Linked DNA regions of Mus musculus: all the other regions are linked to region 1. A link is a contact called in public Hi-C and promoter capture Hi-C data. All regions are on one chromosome and are shown on one strand. The core of a region is the stretch at or near the end of the contact, and the rest is flanking DNA. Distances in the headings are between cores, read along the strand shown.

Region 1 (2,700 bases), core at 56-2,555:
AAAAAAGCAAATGAAAAAACAAAACAAACAAAAAATATCGTAAGTCAAATTGACAGACAAACACACACACAAATATCCCACCCAAACTCTAAAGAATATTCTTTCTTTTCCAAAGCTCATGATCACATATTAGAACACAAGGCAAGCCTCAATACATATAAGAAAACTGAAATAGCACCCTGAATCCTATCTGACCACCATGGAGTAAAGCTGAATATCAACAATACCAAACAAACTCATGGACACTGAACAACTTACTACTGAATGAAAATTGAGTCAAAACAAAAATCACAGAGGAAAATAAACTTTTTAAAACTGAATAAAAATTCAACATAGCCAAACCTACAGGGCACAATGAACACAGTTTGTAAGACGAAAGTTCATAGCACCAAGTGTCTCCACCAAAAAACTAGAGAGGTTTTATATTGGTAATTTCATGATGCACCTGAAAGCCCTAGAAAAACAAGAAGAAATAATAACCCCAAAAGAGTAGATGGCACAAAAAAAAAAAAATCAAACTCAGGACTGAAATCAAAGAAACTGTAACAACACAAACCAGTACGAAGAATCAATGAAACTAAAGAGCTGACTCTTTCAGAAAGATCAACAAAATGGGCAAACTTTTACCCAGTAAACTAAAAGATGGAAAGAGAAGACCTAAATTAATTAAAGCAGACAAGGGTCCTTTATAATAGACGCTAAGGTAATTCATAGGATTTATCATGAGTTGTTAATAGGGCCATAAGGACATACTTTAAAAACCTGTATTGCACCAAACCGGAAAACCTAAGAGATGGATTTTTGATATAAACGACCTACCAAAGTTAAAGTCAACAACCTTCTACCTTAACGAGACTCATGTTTCACCTTGCGGCACTTTTTTTTCAGGAGTCCTGTGCCTTCCTGAAGTTGACACTCAGCCTCGCCTCTGGATGAGTCCAGAAACTCCTCCACAAACCGCACCTGGAGCTAAGAAGTGAGAGGCAACAGCAGAGCTGAGACCTCGACCCAAACTCCGCCTCCAGCTCTCTCCTAAGTGCAGGCCCAGGAGGAACCCGATCTCCATTGCCAAGAAAGAGGGGGGTAATGGGGGCGCGGGCCGGACCAGGCTGGGCCCCGCGGCGCACCGACCTTCCCAGGCTCCATCGCTCCTCGAGGCCGGGACAGCCGCGTGTCCTCGGCCCAGCAGGCGCGGGCCACCGGAGGAAGATAAACCCGCCGTCGCTCAGCTCTACCAGCCAGCCAGGCCTGCTGCGACTTGGGTCCCAGGAGGGCCGGCGTCCCCGCCTCCTAGCAACGGGCCGAAGGCGCTGGCCCAGCATGCCCCGCGGCCGTCCCCAGCACGCGCGCCTGCGCGCCCGTGTTTTCTGCAAACACGCAGGAGCCTTTTCTTATGTCTTGAGTTTCTTTGTCTGATCCTTCTTTGACCCTCACAGTTGACAACGAGAGATGGGAAGGAAACGGTGATTGAGCTTTATACTTGAACAAGGCTTTGCCTCCTCAACTCACACCCTATAGACTGTCTTTTCATGAAAATCATTTGTGGCCAACTGCGGCAGCGCACACCTTTAGTTAATTCTATTACAATGGAGACAAGGCAGAAGGATCTTTGTGAGTTCAAGACTAGGCTGTCTGCCTAGCGATACTTAGGAAGTATCTAGATCGTATGTTAGCATTCTGAGCTTTTTCTGCAGATGAGAAGTTTACTATTCGCACACTTTTCTAAGTTACATATTACTGTAACCCACGTTAGAATTTGACTTTCCACTCACTTAACACCACACAAAGGTCACTAAGCCAAATCCTTGTCATACAAAAGGTACTAACATACATTAAGTCTTTCATCTTTGCTTAAGGTCTATTATCTTTGTTTCTACTAATCCAGTACATTTCTTAGAGGGAAGGTAATCTTGGTGTTGGCTGTGGTTTATTTTGGTCCAGTTCTTACAGAATTTTACTGGTTCTTGCCTATGGCCATTTCTGCCTCATGAGCACTGAGGTTAGAAGCAGGCTGCCCCATCTGACTTTTACGTGGGTGATGGTGATCCAGACCCTGGTCTGCGTGCTTGCATGACAAATGCTTTATCTACGGAGCTATCTCCCCAACCCCAGGAGCTACATTTTCAAAAGTTGAAAAAGGTTAAATTTAATAGTATATTTTACCAGAGACAGGCATAAACTGTTATCACTTTAACGTGCAGTATATATTTGAAGTATTAACGTATTTTTAAAAACTTGTAGTGTCTTCAAAATTCTTTACTTACAGAATATGTCAAGACTAGCCACCTCCCAAGTACCCAAAGCCCACATGTGATTAGAAGCTTCTTTAATGAGCAGAGCACACCTGTAACAAAGGGTCTGGATTTCATGACTGGAGAGATGGCTAGAGATGAAAAGGGAGGTGTGTGCAAATTTGTGAAGGGTATTGAATGTCATGACACAAAACTTCTTAATGTGAAGCTACAAAGCATTCAAATGGGAGACAGGTGCTATAGTTGGATGTTGGGATAGGTTCATGGGGAAAGAATAAAGTCAGGTAATGAAGGGGAAGGATCGAGTAAGGAACACCACTCTCTGCTCACTGCAGTCGCCTAAATATTCACACACTGTTCAGATGCATGGCCTGCCTGGGAGATGGATCCTTCACCCTGTCCATTCACTCTTCCCAAACATTCCTGTGTTGGTCCAGCACCACTTTCC
Region 2 (2,700 bases), core at 95-2,594, 320 kb after region 1:
ATGTCCCCCTGATCTTGCCTGCTCTTCCCATCTTTTCCCTGTGTTCAGGGTGGCTACAGATTACATCCAGTTGCTCTGTGAGTACATTTGCTTTGGTCCCCTGTTTTATGGGAGGCTATCAGGCTCTGTTTCCACTGTGAGAGAGGCTAGCCACCTTGGTGGCTTTAGTGAAGTCTCCTCTGAATGCCTCCATTCTTTTGACACTCACCAAGCCTCTGTTTCTCTTTGCATGACCTTTCCTTCTTTGTCATTGTCCCCATGCAGAGGCACATAACCAGTCTCCATGGAGTCATGAGAAATCAGGATCTCAGAATCCTTCTTAGTGTGCACAGTTGGATTAGGTCCAGAGGTCTGGCCCATTTCTGGTATTGTGTATACTTCTGTCCATGATGCTGCTGTGAGCTCAGTCTCAAGCCCTGACTTCCCTGGGTGGGCAGTTTAGAAATGCTGTGAGGCTAGAGGGGGCATATCTGCATAGATAGATGGCCATGCCAAGGACATGGCCTCTCTCTGATGTGAACTTGAAGGCACAGGACATGCCACCAATCCTCCTGATAGACAGGTTGTCCAGATCATACAGAGGTCTGTTAGAATGGCTTCAGAATAATCCAGCACCATCACGAAGAAGCAGATCCAAGGAGTCTGTATGGGGGTGGGGAGGGTTTTTTTTTTTTCAAGCCTCCAAGGCCATTGGTTTCTCTGTCACTGACTTCTTTCTCTTCTGTCTTTTTATCTAGGATGCTTGTTTGAGGATGGCTTGTGTGGATCACTGGAGACCTGTGTGAACGGTGAGTACGGATTATGCTTGGGGCATTGCTGAAGTTTTGGATCTGTTTCTTCTGCTGTGGACTAGAGGGTGGCTTCCACACCTTTGATCTGAAGGACGCAGAGCTTTTTGTCTTTGGGTGCTAGGGATAGGGAGAGAGTTCTTACTCACAGATGTGTGTCTCAGTGCCTATCAGCCTCAGTCCCTGAGTGTAGGCCTGTTCTTCAGGAGGAAGGGGCATTGTTGGTGATGGACTCTGGTGGTAAGGAAGAAAGAATGAACCTGAGTCTAGTGTGCTGGCATTCCTCAGTGCTAGCTCTACTTGGCCCCCTGCCCCCAGCCTGTGCTTGATGCCTGCACATTTTCTGTTTTCATGGCTTCATGTTGATCTCACAGGAAGTCCTTCCTAGGGCTAGCTCCTGGAAATGTTGGATGAGTAGCTGTCAACAGGAAGGGGAGTGGCCAAAGACTTCTCAAATGAAGAAAATGACTTTGTGTGTGTTTAATGGGTGCCAAGTTCTGGGTAGTTTGCTGTTTGAACAAGGGGAGAGGTGGAGATAATGCTGGAAGGTCACAGTTATGTGTTTCAGAGTGAGACTGGGTGTGTAGTAGCCCTCTGGAACCCCAGGCAGGTTGACAAAGCACACACTCTTTCTTCTTAGCTTACTGCCTGCCCGTCTTTAGCTTGTACGTGGGGAAGGGGAGCCTCCTCCTGCAGCTGCTGCTAATTCTGAGCTGCCACAGATGCCCTCGTACTCTTAAGTGGCCCTGCATAGCCAAGGGTGCCCTACTTGCCCCAGGCCAAGCCCCTCCTTGAGTGCAAATGTCAAGCTTTGTCTGTCCGAAACACTAAACCAAGTGCTTTGGGGCCATGCCGAGGGCCAGCCCTGTGGCCTAGATCAGGAATCTCAGTTAGGGAGGACTGTATGTGTGTGTGTCTGAGCTGGCAGCAGGGGCCAGCAGGGAAGGGCAAGAGCTGGCCCTGGGAAGAAAGGAGAGCAGAATGCCAACCGTCTCCATCTCGGTTTTGTGCTTGCTTTCTGCAGGACGATTTCTGTGATGGGCCAGGCCAGGACCATGTGCCTTGGCTGGCAGGACCCTGACCCCCTGAGCTGGACTTTGTGCTGCTTTGGGGAGATAGCATTAAGTAGATTATCTTAAAAGTATCTTCTCAGCTAAATATGGTCAATTTATACTCACCAAGCTCTGATGATGAAGGACGCAGTGTGTGTGTGTGTGTGTGTGTGTTCAGTCTAACCAGAGACATAGCACTAATGACAGCAGACACAACTTTCCCTCTTCCCTCTGCAGAAAGAAAGTCTAAAAGTGAACCAGAATCATTCTTTGGTTTATTTTCTTCCCCCAACTCCAACTTGCCTTCCTAACCTTCAGTGAAAGATGCATTATTAAGATAATAGCCTTCTATTCTTTGGGAAAGAAAAGCAATTTAAATGTAAATATAGATATTCAGGTCTTGGTGTAAGGGAACAGACAGTATTTGACACCTTTTTTTCTAGTGCAGCTAGGTCTGGGAAATGGCAAGGCAGGCTGCCCAAGTGCTGCAGGCTGGGTGTTTGCTGTGGCTGACAGGAGTCCTAAGAAATATAACATCCTGTTGTTGCTGGCCTGGATTTACTGTTGTCATGGTGACTGTATAATTCATCCTGCTAGCTGGTGGAGCAGAGAGGTGTGGCCAGTCTCAGTGAAGATGGACAGGTGGCCATGGGGCAGGGTGTGGAATGGAGTCCAGGATGCCTGCATTCATATGTGGGGGGTCTCTTTAATTCATGACTCCTTTTCCTGAGATGAGGCAGGCATATATAGTCTTATTAGCTCATTAAAAAAAAGCATATAGCATTTTTAAATATAATAAAAAAATTAAAGTGCTTGGGTGGAATGAGATAATTTATAAAGAATATGAAAAGTTAAACATA
Region 3 (2,700 bases), core at 76-2,575, 360 kb after region 1:
CTTTGGCTTGTTTGAGATGTTTGGGGCATTACTGCAATAAACCCAAGGCTGTTCTTTATGATGCTAAGAATCCTTGACTTAAAATCTAACCTTCCAACGCAGTCTTAAGTGCCCAATAGATACAGGTAAAGTGTTGTACAGCAAATTTTTAAAACTCCCTATCTACTGATGAATAATTCCCCTCCCTCCCTCAGCCACTGACAGTCACTGTTCTTTTTGCTTCTCTGATTCTCATGGCCTTTGCTAGTCCCTTTAAGTGAGACCTGTGGTTGGCTTATCTCTGGTAGCATGGTGCCTTCCAGGCTCATCCATACAGTCACTTGTAAGAGTTTCATCTTTTAGCCAGGCGTGGTGGCGCATGCCTTTAATCCCAGCACTCGGGAGGCAGAGGCAGGCGGATTTCTGAGTTCGAGGCCAGCCTGGTCTATAAAGTGAGTTCCAGGACAGCCAGGGCTACACAGAGAAACCCCCGACTTGAGGGAAAAAAAAAAGAGTTTCATCTTCTTTAAAGATTCAGTCATATTCTAGTCTGTGGATGTGCCAGCATTAAAGGGCAAATCAGAGAGAGACAAAACAGACCGCCCTGCCAGGTGTGGCAGGAGAGTGGTGATATGGACAGACATCAGGCTAACATGAAAGAAGCTGTTTGACAAGACTGGAAACCCTTCTCCATGTGGGCTATGTGTAACAGAGAGCTCATGTACTATATAAATGACAGCTAAAGACCATTGACCCTTTGGGCAGCATTTTTTATTTTTGAGGGTACACCTTTCTTCCAATTTGCTAGCTTTCGCTCATTCTTGAAGCACCCTTTTCCTTGTTAATAAACTATATTTTATCTTACCACATGACTCAGGTAAAATGTTTTGGCTTGAACCACAAGAGTCAAGAAATCTTAGTGGATCCCGCCCACCTCAACTCTATCAGTACGTAACACCTGTATTCAGACCTTTGGAATGAGCCCCTTGAGCCTGGGCTCGGGTTCCTGGAACTGTTATGTTCATTCCACCCCCTACATCCCCACTGAAGCCAGTGTGACTCATATTTTCTCTGAGTGGTGGCTAAAAACATCCTGATAGGAACAGTGGAAAATCTGATTGGATTTGCTGTGTTCAGAATCACACAGTTAAATATCAGAGCCATGAGCTCCCTCTGATTTCTGTATCTGGCCTGCTTCTACTCCTTGCTTGGAGGTCTTGGGTGACTTGTTGACCAGTTCTGCTGGGACAGCTTCTATCCCCTTCAGTTCAGTTTGCACCAAAGAGGAGTTTCTGCAGAGGTTCGAGTACTTTATTCTGTCGTTCTACAGCTCAGAGTGGGAGCAGCTGGCACCATGGGCCAGGCACCATCAAGACAGATGGCTGCCCGGCTGGAGACTCTCCATCTAGAGACAGTCCTGTTTAAGGAGTTTCCCCTCCTCCCTCCTCCCTCCTCCCTCCTCCCTTCTCCCTCCTCCCTCCTCCCTCCTCCCTCCTCCCTCCTGCTGTGCTCCCTTTGGTTTGGTCTCCTGGTGTTTCTTTCATGAAGGCTGTTCAAGTTTTTTTGGGAGGTTTAGTGAAGCTGTAAGGCTGTGTGAGATGATATATTTGAGGCAGCTTTGTTTATGGGAATTCTCTGGCCAGGTTGGAAGTCTATGGGTCGGTCTGTATCGTATGGCTAAGTGAGTCACAGTGATGGTCTGCATGATGCTTGTGGGGTCTGTGGCAGTCAATTGTTAAAGTAAATCACTAACCCCAATAAGGTTATGTATGCAAAAACCATACAATTCAGTTACAATATTTATAAGCCGCACACCTAGATTGGGCAAATATACCACTACACTACTCTATTCCCCAGCTATGAGATCCCTTGCTACTGTGGCTTCTCCAGGCCATGTGGTTCTGCTCCATCTTCCTTCCACCCCCTCTTTCTCTGTCATCCTCGTCCCTACTCTTTTCCCACTCCCTAAAACCTCCAGCCCCACCTTTCCCTTCCACTGCCGAATAACAGGCTCTAGCCTTTATTTGACCAGTTAAAATGGGGAGAAGGTTCGAGAAATCACCTGAGTACATGGTCCATGCCTCATCGGGGGCGGCCCCTCTTGAGGAAGCAGAATTAACATCAAAATACAAACAGCGCCAGTGCAATCCACAACATTCAGTGGCCCCAACAATGCCATACAAATCAGTGTGCAGTATTAAGCCATTTTCTGCCGCTTGCTCACAGATGCTACACGTTTTGTTGATGACTTTAGTCCTCAGTGTGACTCCATCCTACCTTCATCTCCAGCCTCTGCAGAGCTCACCAATTTCTACTGCCACCAAGGCCCTTGTGTGCAGTGCAGGCTGCTCTGGTCTTAACCAGGTCCAGGTGCAGCAAAAGCCGCACCTCTGCCAGCCTTTCCCAGTGCTGTCAGCACAGGACAGGCGACAGCTCACCCAGCTCCTGGGTTTGCTGCTATACAGGTAGACTGGGGTTTTGTACCTGCTGGATTCATCCGACATAGAGAAGTCCACCTCGTATTTGTAAGCCTGCCTTGTACTGTCTCAGTATGCAGGTTGTTAAGTTTGGGAATATATCCCTGGCCTTTGGGTCTATGCCTCATCCATCTTTCACTGGGGAGACAGTTGACCCTGGCTTTTCAAATTCTATTAGCTCATAATCTATGGCTTATCGTGGAAACCGATTCCTACAGCATTTAAGTTTAAGTTTTATATAATT

The links. Promoter capture Hi-C pulls out the DNA fragments that hold promoters and counts their contacts. A called contact is a pair of places that touch in the nucleus more often than the background predicts.
Region 2: a contact with region 1 is called in a promoter capture Hi-C map of neural stem cells. The contact joins the enhancer-like site here to the promoter of Wdr60 in region 1. A contact is called at or near these places in 6 of 39 promoter capture datasets (3T3-L1-derived adipocytes, the C10 cell line, the HPC-7 cell line and 3 more), 1 of 484 Hi-C or Micro-C datasets (uterus), 3 of 115 datasets of contacts at active chromatin or transcription factors (bone marrow-derived macrophages, pancreatic cancer cells and stem cell-derived neural progenitor cells) and 1 of 9 other capture datasets (pancreatic islet).
Region 3: a contact with region 1 is called in a Hi-C map of cerebellum, with 2.5 times the contacts expected there. The contact joins the enhancer-like site here to the promoter of Wdr60 in region 1. A contact is called at or near these places in 11 of 39 promoter capture datasets (the 3T3-L1 cell line, 3T3-L1-derived adipocytes, the C10 cell line and 7 more), 6 of 484 Hi-C or Micro-C datasets (the HL-1 cell line, brain, cerebellum and 3 more), 4 of 115 datasets of contacts at active chromatin or transcription factors (astrocytes, embryonic basal ganglia, embryonic forebrain and 1 more) and 2 of 9 other capture datasets (adipose tissue and liver).

Annotation. Positions count from the first base shown.
Region 1 is chr12:116,261,720-116,264,419 of GRCm38.p6, forward strand. It overlaps Wdr60 (WD repeat domain 60), which reads right to left and starts at 1,306. Exons shown (of 22, transcript NM_146039.3): 1 at 1,132-1,306. The coding sequence starts at 1,146.
Region 2 is chr12:116,579,662-116,582,361 of GRCm38.p6, forward strand. It overlaps Ptprn2 (protein tyrosine phosphatase, receptor type, N polypeptide 2), which reads left to right. Exons shown (of 23, transcript NM_011215.2): 2 at 738-788. Among named protein-coding and RNA genes, the nearest start is that of Ptprn2, 95 kb to the left of the region's middle. Within about 2 kb of position 1,345, at least 51 of the 459 cell types and tissues checked have an H3K27ac peak or open chromatin away from gene starts, as enhancers often do. A contact at or near this core is called in neural stem cells, pancreatic cancer cells and uterus, where this site is marked.
Region 3 is chr12:116,621,851-116,624,550 of GRCm38.p6, forward strand. All of the region lies in intron 2 of Ptprn2 (protein tyrosine phosphatase, receptor type, N polypeptide 2), which reads left to right. Among named protein-coding and RNA genes, the nearest start is that of Gm31336, 130 kb to the right of the region's middle. Within about 2 kb of position 1,326, at least 21 of the 459 cell types and tissues checked have an H3K27ac peak or open chromatin away from gene starts, as enhancers often do. A contact at or near this core is called in cerebellum and muscle stem cells, where this site is marked.